Regions from separate parts of the Sus scrofa genome. Here all the other regions are linked to region 2. Evidence: chromatin contacts called from public promoter capture Hi-C data. All regions are on one chromosome and are shown on one strand. Each heading gives the region's core, a stretch centred on a gene start, on an enhancer-like site or on the middle of the called end of the contact. The rest is flanking DNA. Distances are from core to core; before and after follow the strand shown. Region 1 holds the start of CSNK1G1 (casein kinase I). Region 2 holds the start of PPIB (peptidyl-prolyl cis-trans isomerase B). Region 3 holds the start of PCLAF (PCNA-associated factor).

The links. Promoter capture Hi-C pulls out the DNA fragments that hold promoters and counts their contacts.
Region 1: a contact with region 2 is called in a promoter capture Hi-C map of fetal liver, with 2.1 times the contacts expected there. The contact joins the promoter of CSNK1G1 here to the promoter of PPIB in region 2. A contact is called at or near these places in 3 of 5 promoter capture datasets (fetal liver, fetal skeletal muscle and liver) and 1 of 2 datasets of contacts at active chromatin or transcription factors (alveolar macrophages).
Region 3: a contact with region 2 is called in a promoter capture Hi-C map of fetal liver, with 2.3 times the contacts expected there. The contact joins the promoter of PCLAF here to the promoter of PPIB in region 2. A contact is called at or near these places in 1 of 5 promoter capture datasets (fetal liver) and 1 of 2 datasets of contacts at active chromatin or transcription factors (alveolar macrophages).

The regions. Positions count from the first base shown.
Region 1 is chr1:107,688,383-107,692,495 of Sscrofa11.1, forward strand. It overlaps CSNK1G1 (casein kinase I), which reads left to right and starts at 1,668. Exons shown (of 14, transcript XR_002344535.1): 1 at 1,668-1,867.
Region 2 is chr1:107,884,897-107,889,336 of Sscrofa11.1, forward strand. PPIB (peptidyl-prolyl cis-trans isomerase B) reads left to right here and starts at 1,767. Exons shown (of 5, transcript XM_021093880.1): 1 at 1,767-2,043; 2 at 2,750-2,863; 3 at 4,236-4,329. The coding sequence starts at 1,909.
Region 3 is chr1:107,656,733-107,661,115 of Sscrofa11.1, forward strand. PCLAF (PCNA-associated factor) reads left to right here and starts at 2,777. Exons shown (of 4, transcript NM_001244997.1): 1 at 2,777-2,911; 2 at 3,162-3,239. The coding sequence starts at 2,866.

The DNA.
Region 1 (4,113 bases), core at 418-2,917, 200 kb before region 2:
AAAAGAAATTAACGAGGTTTTTTTGGTCTTTTTAGGGCTAAGCCCGAGGCATATGGAAGTTTCCAGGCTAGGGGTTGAATTGGAGCTGCAGCAACCAGCCTACACCACAGCACACCAACGGAGGATCCAAGCTGTATCTATGACCTACACCACAGCTCTTGGCAACACTGATCCTTAACCCACTGAGCAAGGCCAGGGATTGAACCTGTGTCCCCATGGATACTAGTGAGGCTGGTTACCAAAGAGCCATGGTTGGAACTCCTAAAAAGAAAATAGAAAGGAGGGGGATAACTTTTTGGATAGAATTTTTGTTTTTGGCTATGCATGAGGTATGCAAAATTTTCTGGGCCAGGGATCAAACCCACCCCACAGCGGCAACCGGAGCCACTGCTTCGGTGACTCCAGATCCTTATCTCACTGAGCCATACAGGAACTCCTGAATAGACCTTTTTTTTTGTTTGTTTTTTTAACTTTTTTTCTTTTTAGGGCTGCACCTTGGCATTTGGAAGTTCCCAAGCAAGGGGTCGAATCAGAGCTGCAGCTGCTGGCTTACACCACAGCCACAGCAATGCCAGATCCAAGCCGCATCTGTGACCTACACTGCAGCGCATGGCAACACCAGATTCTTAACCCACTTTTTTAGGGATCTACTGACTGCATCCTCATGGACTAGTCAGGCACGTTACTGCTAAGCCACAACAGGAACTTCCTGAATAGAGTTTTTTAATAGACTTGTTTCCATGATCCTATAATCTCTTCTGGTTCCTTCTCATTTTCTGGCCTCATTATTCCTTGTTCTTTCTCATTCTAATATGAAAAAGCTAATAGTCAGTATTAGGTTTAGAATATATGACAAGAATAAATCAGGTCTCTTATTAACACTTTTTTCTTGTCCACAGTATAGGAATGAGAATTTATTCTCAGTGGTGGATTAAATGTCTTTCTCCACAAGCTTGACTACCAGCTTCCTTTGGCCATTCCTCACGGTTTTTTCTCTTAAGGATTACTCACGTTACTTACAGCGAATCTTTGTTTTCTCCTTCCATTTAGTTCGGTTATTTTCATATCTTAAACATGTGCAATCTTTACAAAAGACAAGATAGGTGAAGACAGAAGTTTCTCACCTTCGATTTCGATTTCAGGGGCTCTCACAGGAGAACCAAGTGCTTGAAAAAGCTTTCGTAACATTGGAGGTTACCTAAAAAAATCCAGTTGAAACACAACTGAATATCCACAAGAGGGAGACGCTTGCTAAACCGCCTGAAACGAGGGATCAGAGAGATCCTTAGGAGGAGCCACTTGGGATTCGGGGCGGGAGGGAACTGGAGTAAATAATGACTGGGGCTAATAGTGCGAGTACAGCTAAGGAGAAAACTAAAGTGGGCTCTCTGTGTTTGGCAGGCGAGCCCGTGCTCCACCCAAGATAGGAGCAGGAGTAGAAGGTAAGGGTATGTTGCCACAGAGGAGCACACGCACGCAGCTCGGTTCTAGTAATCCCAGAAGAAGTGGGGGTGGCAGTCTTTGAAGGCACTTCCGCTTAGCAACCCCACGCGGTTGCTAAGGAGGGGCGGTAGCGAGGATGACCCGGAAGTGGTGGTGTACATTTCTCACTGCCAGCTTTAAGTTTGTCCTATCGGGAGCGCCCGGGTGCTTTGCGCCGGGCTGAGGGTGGGGCCAGCGCTAGTAGTTCCGGTTCGGCTTCTGCCGCCCCTCGGCTCCTCGCCTTCCCCCCTCCCCTCCCGCACTTTTCCTCCCTCCAGTTCCTAGGAAAGAGAAGCCAACGCTGCTGGTGGGTAGAGAAGCACTCCGCGCCTCCAGGAGGGAACTGCGCTCACCCCATCTGAGCCCCAGGACACGGCCAGACGAGGTACTCGCTCCGGCTTCGATGGGATCCGGGAGGCTCTAGCCTGAGGGTGTTGTGTGTGTGTCTAAGCCGGCTGGTGGGGGCCCCCTTCTCCGAGTCGGGGAGGGGAGCACCGAGATCCTGGGTGGGGCGCAGGCCGGCGAGTTTGATTGTAAAGGGTTTTAAGGACGGAATGCAAGGGCCAGGGCACGCCGCTGGCGGAGAGTTTCGAGTGGCCGGGTAGAGGTTTCGGAGAAGGCGCCCCTTGAAAGCAGAAGACTTAGCTGCTGCGGACTGGGAGTTTGCCACCTGGAGGGTTAGCTCTAAAAGGGGGAGCATCCTCTCCATCCAAAAGGAGAACATTGACCCTGGCGGGGTGGCTGGGACAAGCCCTTGCTTCAAATGACTGCTTCCCTTGGGCACCCCCCTGGGACAGAGCCCGGCTTCGAGTGTTGTGGGGGTTGTGAGTTGGCTGGGCACTGCGGGGAGCCGCCCTTGGCAGAGCTAGGGCAGAAGAGTGGGTAAGGAGACCTCCCTCCTCCCAATTTCCGTGCGCTTCCCCCACTTCTTCCTTTAGTGCTCTCTGGCCCCGGTGTCCTACCGGAGAGGTACCGCCTCCGCCCCCCAAGTGGGCAGGCATCACAGCGTAAAAGAAAGAGAGAGGGTGGAACTGGTTCTCTTGCCCCTCAATGATACTTAGAATGTTTGGCAAGTGCCAGAATGGCATATTTAGCCAAGTCTCCCATCTCGATATTAAATCTGGTGTAAATTATTTTAGAAAATGCAGTTCTGAAAAGCTCCAAACTATGGGCTAATTTAGCTTAGCATTGTTTGGTAGATACGCGTTTGTAAAAAATACACTAGGGGAACCGTATAGATATAGAGGTCTAGGCGAAACATGTTGAGGCAAGCCTTTTCCAACATCTTTCTTATCTGCCAGTAAGCCTGCCCTAGTTTAAATGAAGCAGAATGATTCTCTTCACGTATACTTCAGTTAGTGACCGAATTGTAGGTACTGTGTGATTATAGATGTCTCAGAATAGAGGCGTGAACATTCAGAGAGACAAGATTCTCTGCTTTTGCGCCTGTCTCCTAATCTTTTAAGGAGATAATTGTGGTCAAGTGGAAGTATTGGCTTTGAGGTTAGGTAAATCTGGGATTGAACCTGGACTGCCACTAGCTAGTTGTTGACCTTGGACAAGTCAAGAACTTACCAGAGATACAATTTCTTCAAAGTAATATGAGTTAAAATACTTACCAGTGTTGTAAGGGGGAGTAATGTATTTAAATAACAGCCCACTTTAAATGGAAGCACCTTCCAATTGAAAGATAAATTATTAATAATCTTAACACGGTTAAGGTAGCTTAGTTTTATGGATTAGGGTTTGAGATAGGAACAGAACTGGATAATATTCCAAAACATATTTGTACAACAGGATTTTCTGTGGCTTCTAGAAATTGATCATAAGCAGCATCAAATTATCAGGAGTTTCTTAAAAAGTATGTGAATTAACTGAAACGACCAATGATGTTTCAAAGGTTTTTCTCAGATTTGTGATGTGTATGGCATGGGTTGATAAGAAAAACATTTAAAAAGCAGTGTATATAAATCTTAATTAACATCACATGTCTTTATAGAGAATTAAAATTGAGGCATAAAACAAAGTACTTTTAATTTTACGATTAAAATCAACAAAAGTAGTATGATTCATGTTAAGTAGATTTAAGCTTATTAGCAAAACTTATAGAATTTTATATGTATAATATTCTGTGAAATAAATGAAAATGGAATGAATTTTTGCCTTTGAAGTATTTGTGATGACATAGAAATTATCTCAGAAGTTTTTATATCATTTGTTTTGTAGATTTAAAATGATACAGTTGTATGTAACCTATTAAATGTCAGATTTTCAGCTAGTTTGCTTTTTAATGTAATGTAGTTTGTAATTTAAAATTTTTAAATGTACTTTATATTCAAAAGATAATAGATTTTTGTGCAAAAAGTTGGTGTAAAGTTTTAATTCAGTATCACTTTTTAGAGAAGTTTATAGGTTTCATAATTTTTTTTTTTTTTGGTCTTTTTGCTATTTCTTGGTCTTGGGCGGCTCCCGCGGCATATGGAGATTCCCAGGCTAGGGGTCCAATCGGAGCTGTAGCCACCGACCGGCCTACACCAGAGCCACAGCAACGCGGGATCAGAGCGGCGTCTGCAATCTGCACCACAGCTCACGGCAACGCCGGATCGTTAACCCACTGAGCAAGGGCAGGGA
Region 2 (4,440 bases), core at 517-3,016:
GAGATACTGCTTGGGGACATCTGACTACTATCCCTGACTTTCCTGGAGGTTTCTAGAGAAGGGAGACTAAACTTAAGATTGTTGCAGGTATTGTTTCCCATCTCATTTCTAACAGTGATGCTGTTCCAATCAATATTTGTTGTGCACTTAGCCCTGCAGCAGTTAGGAGAGCTGTATACTAAGTAAGGGCAACACAGTCCATTCCTCACACAAAAAATGTAGTTACTTGGAAAACAGGTAAAGAAAGGAAGTTAAGAACCAGAGTACAGGAGTTCCTGTTGTGGCGCAGCAGAAAGAAATCCAACTAGGAACCATGAGATTTTGGGTTTGATCCCTGGCCTTGCTCAGTGGGTTAAGGATCCGGCGTTGCGGAGTTCCCGTCGTGGCGCAGTGGTTAACGAATCCGACTAGGAACCATGAGGTTGCGGGTTCCGTCCCTGCCCTTGCTCAGTGGGTTAAGGATCTGGCGTTGCTGTGAGCTGTGGTGTAGTTTGCAGACGCGGCACGGATCTCACGTTGCTGTGGCTCTGGCGTAGGCCAGTGGCTACAGCTCCGATTCGATCCCTAGCCTGGGAACCTCCACATGCCGCGGGAGTGGCCCAAAGAAATAGCAAAAAGACAAAAAAAAAAAAAAAGGATCCAGCGTTGCCATGAGCTGTGATGTCTAGGTTGCAGATGCGGCTTGGATCTGGCATTGCTGTGGCTGTGCATAGGCTGGCAGCTACAGCTCTGATTCGACCACTAGCCTCCATATGCTGTGGGAGCAGCCATTAAAAAAAAAAAAAAAAAAAAAAGAACCAGAGTACACACTAAAGTGTGCATTGACAAACACAGCAGTACAATTAGAGAAGGGAGAGGGAAAAAACGTAGTACTGTGATAGAGATTAGTAATAAAAAAAAAAAAAGTAGGACTTTTAAAAATTGGAGTTGCAGTTCCCAACTTGGTGCAGCGGAAACAAATCCAACCTGGAACCATGAGGATGAGGAACCATGAGGATACCTGGTCTCACTCAATGGGTTAAGGATCCTGCGTTGTGGTGAGCTGTGGTGTAGGTCGCAGAGGCGCCTCTGATGGTGCTGTGGCTGTGGTATATGTCGGCAGCTGTAGCTCCGATTAGACCCCTAGCCTGGGAACCTCCATATGCCACGGGGGTGGCCCTAAAAAGCAATAAATAAATAAATAAATGAACAGTTACAAAGTGTTAATTTCAGGTGTACAGCAAAGTGATTCAGTTTTACATATAGATACATTCACTCTTTTTCAGATCCTTCTTCCAATGGGTTATTACCAAAAAAAGAAAAAAAAGTGAAGCAAGTTTTGCACAGGAGTAGAATTCTGGTCGCTGTATATGGTTATACTACGAGTAGGCAGAAACGTGCCGCTAGTCTTTGAGGCTATCACATTTATATCCAATGTGGTGGTGACTAATCCTTGACTGTCCCAATACGGACAACGCTAAGTGTCTTCTGCCCCATCGATGCCCTTCCTCACGTAAAGTATCGGTCACCTCCTGCCAGTGGACTTGCAATCCCGCAAAGGCAGGGCGAGAGGGTGCAGGCTCTGCCTACTAGAAACTATAGTGTCTTCTCCCGGCGCCGCCTTCCGCTGACCCTCTTCCTGTTGGTCGGCGTTGGCGAGCTGGGGAGCCAATGAGGCCGCAGTAACGTGGCAGCCACCCACGAGCCCGCGTCCCTGCTAGCCCAGTCGGCGAGCCGAGCTCCGCCCCCCAGGGGGACCTACCATCTGGCGCCGACTCAGAGGGGGGAAATGGGGCCCTCCTCCGCTTGGAGGCCGGTAGGAACCCCTGTCTCCCCCCGGCTGCTCTGGGTGGCGGCGCCGGGGCCCACGCCGCTCCGCCCCGCCCCTTCCGGCCTCAGCAGCCCTGTAGCGCTCGCTTTTCCCGGTGGATGCTGCGCTTCTTGGAGCGGAACATGAAGGTGCTCTTCGTCGCCGCCGTAGTCGTGGGCTCGGTCCTCTTCCTGCTGTTGCCTGGACCTTCCACGGCAGATGAGAAGAAGAAGGGACCCAAAGTCACTGTCAAGGTCCGCCCTCCCCTCTCCAGACCTGCCTGCCGAGGCCCGCCCTTCGCCGCCTGGGTTCCGGCCTTGGCGCCGCTAGTCACATGTGTCCGAGGCGTTTACGGCCCCGGAGCTCAGGCCTGGGCGTCCTTGGCTTTGGCTCTGCCCCCTCTCTAGTCTCTCTGCTGTGCTTCTTGGCGCCTGAGCGGTCCTCGCTTATTCAGACCAGAGATTGACCTGAACCCTCCCCGTTAGCCTGGCCCTGGCCCAGGCTTTGCCACCCATGATGCCCAGCTGGGCTGGCACTGAAGACTCAGAGCCGTTTATGCACTGCTGGAGAAATGGTGAAAGATTACGTCTGCCAAATTGCCAGTCCTTTATCTACTCAGGTCCAGTTGTAGCCACTTCCAATTACAAGGCACATTTGTGTAGTTTTAAACCTGAGGGGTGTGCTTAGGCTCCCCTCCTTAGGGTTTTTGATGTTAAATTTTATCATCTGGGCCCATTATTTATTTAGAGCAAAGGTTGTTAATCTGTAGTCTAAGGAGATTGTCAACAAACTAAACGTAAATTTTCATGGGATTTTTGTTGCTACCAAAGTCATATTTAGAAACACTGCTCCTAAAATATGGCTGTTTTCTCTCCCATCCTCTGGGTAGCTTCTTGGGTCCCCCTTCCCTAGCAAGGCCCCTTCAAAGAGGCCAAGTTCAAAATGGTATTTTTTCTTCAGGTTTACTTTGACCTGCGAATTGGAGATGAAGATATAGGCCGGGTGGTCATCGGTCTCTTTGGAAAGACAGTTCCAAAAACGGTGGATAATTTTGTGGCCTTGGCTACAGGAGAGGTAAGTGGCTAGAGTGGAGGTAGCCAAGCTCAAAAGAAGTGAAATTGGCATATAGGGCTGGCAGCAAACTGACTTCCCCATCCATAACAGTGACAGAGTACCAGCTGTGCCCTCTGGCACAGGGAACCCACTATTACTATATCTATTGGGTTTTTTAATTAATTTATTTATTTTTTACTTATTAGGGCTGCACCTGCGGCAAATGGAAGTTCCGGGGCTAGGGGTCTAGTTGGAGCTACAGCTGCTGGCCTATACCACAACCACAGCAATGCCAAACCGATCCTCATATGTGACCTGTGCTGCAGCTTGCAGCAACGCCAAATCCTTAACCCACTGAGCAAGGCTAGGGATTGAATCCACATCCTCATGGATACTAGTCCAGTTCATAACATGCTGACCCACAATGGTAACTCCTCTACTGAATTTTTTAAACTGAATCCAGAATTAGGATTATTATTTTCTTTTTTTTTAAGAAAAGTTTTCATCTTTGAGACATCATGGTAACCAAAGAAAACATCTATGGAAACTAGTCTGTAGCTTCTGCACCAGAGTAAGGGGCTCAGAGCTTTCCAGGTTTTAATGAAATGAATGTCCTTCCTATATAAGAAAGTTTCTGTTTTGGAGTTCCTGGTGGCTCAGCAGGTTAAGGATCCGGAGTCGTCACAGGTGTGGTGCAGGTTCCATCCCTAACCTGGGAACTTTGGCATGCCGCTGGCATGGCCCAAAAAATAAAAAAGAGCTTGTATTTCAACTTTCCATTGGTTAGTAGGTAACTGGGTTTTTTCTCTTTTTTTGGTCTTTTTTTTGCCTTTTCTAGGGCCGCTCCCGCAGCATATGGAGGTTCCCAGGCTAGAGGTCTAATCAGAGCTGTAGCTGCCAGCCTACGCCAGAGCCACAGCAACGTGGGATCCGAGCCGAGTCTGCAACCTACACCACAGTTCATGGCAACACCAGATCCTTAACCCACTGAGCAAGGCCAGGGGTCAAACCCGCGACTTCATGGTTCCTGGTCGGATTTGTTAACCACTGAGCCGCGACGGGAACTCCGGTAACTTTTTTTTTGTCAGTTTTCTTGCATCATCTGTTCCTATGATTAGATGTGGGAAAATGTGGAGGCATTCTGTGAAGTAGAATTGTGTATAAAGTCTGGGAATTTGTCTAAAGGCAGAGGACTGTGTGGTCTCAGCCTTTCCTGGATCTGTGTATGCCACACCTGGCCTGTGGTAACTGCTCACCCACTAGCATGTTGAGTCTGCCAGCAGGGGTTTCTCTTCTGTGAGCAGGAGTTGTTGGCTGCGTTCCTGCAGGGCCTGTTTAATGTCTGCTTGGTATACCTCGTGCCTCCTCCTAACTTCCTCATCCCTTTTTCTAGAAAGGGTTTGGCTACAAGAACAGCAAATTCCATCGTGTCATCAAGGACTTCATGATCCAGGGTGGAGACTTCACCCGGGGAGATGGCACTGGAGGTAACCCCAGGTCCTGGGCAGAGGGGTCTGTCGGTGCAGCGCCCAAGGTGCAAGGGCCAGCTGTGTTGGGTAGACAAGGCCTCTCTTCCTTCCCCAGCTCCAGAGGTAGAT
Region 3 (4,383 bases), core at 1,527-4,026, 230 kb before region 2:
TCATTTATTAAAGTGAATTTATCCAAGAGAACAGAAATCAAAGCAAAAATAGGCCAATGGGACCTAATCAAACTGACAAGCTTTTGCGCAGCAAGGGAAACCATTAAAAAAAAAAAAAGCCAAAAAGATAACCTACGGAATGGGAGAAAATAGTTTCAAATGATTCAACTGACAAGGGCTTAATCCCTAAAATATAGAACAACTTACACAGCTCAACAGCAAAAAAAACCCAGCAACCCTAGTGAAAAATGGGCAAAAGACCTGAATAGACATTTCTCCAAAGAAGATATACAAGTGGTCAACAAGCACATGAAAAAAAATGCTCAACATCACTGATCATTAGAGAAATGCAAATCAAAACTACCATGAGATACCACCTCACACCAGTCAGAATGGCCATCATTAATAAGTCCACAAATAACAGATGCTAGAAAGGGTGTGGAGAAAAGGGAATCCCCTTACACTGTTGGTGGGAATGTAAATTAGTACAACCACTATGGAAAACAGTATGGAGGTACCTCAGAAAACTAAATATAGAACTACCAAATGACCCAGCAATCTCACTCGGGCATATATCCAGACAAAGCTTTCCTGCACATGCACCTGCTTATTCACTGAAGCACTATTCACAATAGCCAAGACATGGAAACAGCTTAAATGTCCATTGACAGATGAATGGATTAAGAAGATGTGGTATATACACACAGTGGAATACTACTCAGCCATAAAAAGAACAAAATAATGCCATTTGCAGCAATATGGATGGAACTAAAGACTCTCATACTAAGTGAAGTAAGTCAGAAGAGAAAGACAAATATATGATATCACAAATCTAGAATCTAGTATATGGCACAAATAAAACTTTCCACAGAAAACTCATGGGGAGTTCCCTTCATGGCGTTCCTAGCAGAAACAAATCTGACTAGGAACCATGAGGTTGCAGGTTCTATCCCTGTCCTCATTCAGGGGGTTAAGGATCCGGGGTTGCTGTAAGCTGTGGTGTAGGTCACAGACACCGCTCTTCCAGCGTGGCTGTGGCGTAGGCCCGCAGATAGAGCTCCAATTTGACTCCTAGCCTGGGAACTTCCATATGCTGAACAGTGCAGCCCTGAAAAAACAAAAAAAGAAAATGATTTTTACTAGACAGAGTCCCCCTTGTGGCTCAGCGGTAACCAAATAGACTACTAACCTTGAGGAAGAAGGTTAGATCCCTGGCCTTGCTCAGTGGATTAAGGACCTGGTGTTGTTGCCATGAGCAGTGGTGTGGGTGATGCTGCTCGGATCTGGCATCGATATGGTTGTGGTGTAGGCCACCACCTACACTTCAATTGGACCTCTAGCCTAGGAACTTCCATAGGCCGCAGGTGCGGCCCTCAAAAAAAAAAAAAAAAAAATTTTACTATGCATCACTACCTTTTTCCTAAATTTTTACTCTATTATGTGTCCTTCTTTATCATAATTGTAATTAAAAAGACAAACATAAATATGGCTATAGTACCATGTAGACTGCCCCTATGTGCAAAGATATGTTTGCAATTTTTTGTAGCAATTTACTTGGCATATGTACTAAGGGAAAAGACCAGCAGATTCTCTATGAAGCTCTGATCTCTATGGGATTTGGGAATTAGGTAACTCAGCCCTTTGTAGAAACCAATTAACTGAAAAGGAAATAAGGTGTATTGTGAAAGCATTGTGTATTGAGAGGAGCTTGATGACAAAGAACAACTAGGGATACTCTAGGGCTTGTTGATTTTTCTGATAGGACTTTGGCTGTAATCTTAGACTCTTTAGATTTGGCCAGAGCTACAGGGAATTTGAAATACCTTTCCTCCTGTTATAATGTTAATATCATCTAGATTCTGTATTTCAGAAACACGCAGTAGCTGTTGATTCTGTTAAAGTACTGAGTAGACTTTTCTGAAATTTCAGCCATAATTTATTGACGAGAACCAACGACCTGCTTACACTTTTAGGGTTTCCTTTAAAGTATACATTTAACAAAATGCATCCTAAGGCTTTGATCAGGTTATGTGCATGGTATTCAGAGTGAAAAATCACTCCCCAGGGGTATCGTGAATAATTAGGATAAGCATTGGGACAGAAAATAGTTATTAGCTCTTATTCTAAAGTAATGTTCACTGTGTGCCGCGGACATACATTTAAGGTATTCTGAAACCGTGACAGGTCTCGGGAAAACATTTTATTATTATAAATAATGTTTCTTTTTATGTATGTATACACAATTCACCAAGTTTTTTCCTTCAGTTTCACAGCCTCCTAAAAAGGTTTTTTTTTTTTTTAAATCAAATCCCCGTAAATAAATTGTATTAGCTTCTTTTATCCCCATTCCATATAATTGTTTTAGTTATGGATGCTGTAAAGAAAGTTCATGCCAGAGTTAATAAAAAGTCCGCCTCATTTCAGGTGTCACGTCCAGAAATCGATCATTACGGATTTAATCCTGTGGTTATCTTTTGAAGAAATGTTGTAATTCGCTGTCTTTCTGGTATTTTCTTTTCTAAGCAGGCACTTAGAAGAGAATTCAGAATCTTAGCACCCACACCTGGGGCACCTCAGCAAAGCGCCCTGGCACCACCCATTCCGAGCGGATACGAATCACAAGCTTCTGCAAATTGATAGACGGGTCAGCACTGCGCCCAGCTCTACCACAGTCACCACTGGACGCTGGCGATTGGTTGCGCGTGAAAGGCGCGGAACCAATGGAGAGGCGGCCCGGGGTTGTCCGTGGAGCGCGCGGGAAAGAGACCAATATAAACTGTGGCGGGAGATTCGTTTTTGGGGCCTTGTCCCGTGAAGCACCCTCGGCAGGAGAGACGGTTGGTTGCTCTCATCTCGTTTTCGAATATGGTGCGGACTAAAGCAGACAGTGTCCCTGGCACCTACAGAAAAGGTGAGGCATTTGAGTACGGTGGTGGAGGGAGGGCAGCTCTCGGCGAGCAGGAGAGGCCGGGGCTCCCCACAGACCCGTCCGCAAACTCGTCCGGCCGGCGGGGAAGCAGCGGCCCGGCCCCTTTAACCAGGAGGAAGAAGCGGTTCCGACAGGGGACAGTTGTCTGCTGTTCTGGATCGCGGGGCTCTTCCTTCCAGTCGGAGACTATGCCTGCTCTCTTCTGAATGCCCTCCTTTGCCTCTCTCCACAGTGGTGGCTTCTCGAGCCCCCAGGAAGGTGTTGGGTTCCTCCACCTCTGCTAATTCCACGTCGCTTTCGTCAAGGAAAGGTAAAAAGCGCCCCTGCAAGCTCCTGGGAGGAACCCTCTCAAAAGGGGATCAGGCCAGGCATCACAGTTCTGACCTGCGAGCCTCCTAACCCACTGTGGAATTTGTTTTCCAGAGAGCCTCAGGCCCGAATTTCTAACTTGCCCTTTGATACAACGAGGGGGGCCTTGGTCTCTCGGCAGACTGAGGTAGAGTTGGGTCGAATGGTAAAGAATCTGAAGCCTTGGGTTGGGGACAGACACAGTTTCTCTTCCAACCTTTTTTCCCCCCCTCTACTTTAGCGTTTTTATTTTTCTTAATATTGGCAGCTGGGTTTTTCCTTGAAAGAGACTATTTAAGCACTCCCTTCCTAGATTAAATATTGGGATGAGGAGTTCCCCCTGTGGCACAACAGGGATCCTAGCTCTCAGCGCCCAGACGCATGTTCCATCCTTCTCTGGGTTAAAGATCTCGCCAACTGCGGCTCCAATCCTCGGCCTGGAAATTCCACATATCCGGGAGGTCAAAAAAGAAAAAAAAGAATTAGGATGATAGTTGACAGTGCTAATCACATTGTCGCAATGTCATCTTAAACATTTTTCGTTTCTGCCACAACGGGAACTCCTGAAGAATATTTATATTTTATAAATATCTTGTTAATTCTATTTTTTAGGCTAAAAGATAAACATTATAAAGTATTATTGCCTGAATATAGCTTTATCATGTCACATTTTTGTCTTCCTTTTTTTTTTTTTTTTGCTCTTTTCTAGGGCCGCACCCACTGCATGTGGAGGTTCCCAGGCTAGGGGTTTAATCGGAGCCTATGCCACAGCCACGCTGGTTCCAAGCTGCGACTTTGACCTACACCACAGCTCATGGCAATGCCGGATCCTTAACCCACTGAGCAAGGCCACGGATCGAACCCAACTTCATGGTTCCTAGTCGGATTTGCTAACCACTGAGCCACAATGGGAACTCCATCGTGGCACATTTTAAAATTCAGTTTAAAGAGTTCCTGCTGTCGTTCACCGGAAATGAATCTGACTAGCATCTGTGAGGATGCATGTTGGATCCCTGGCCTTAAGGATCCAGTGTTGCTGTGAGCTGTGGTGTAGGTCCAAGACGTGGTTCTCATTCCACGTTGCTAAGGCTGTGGCGAAAGCGGGA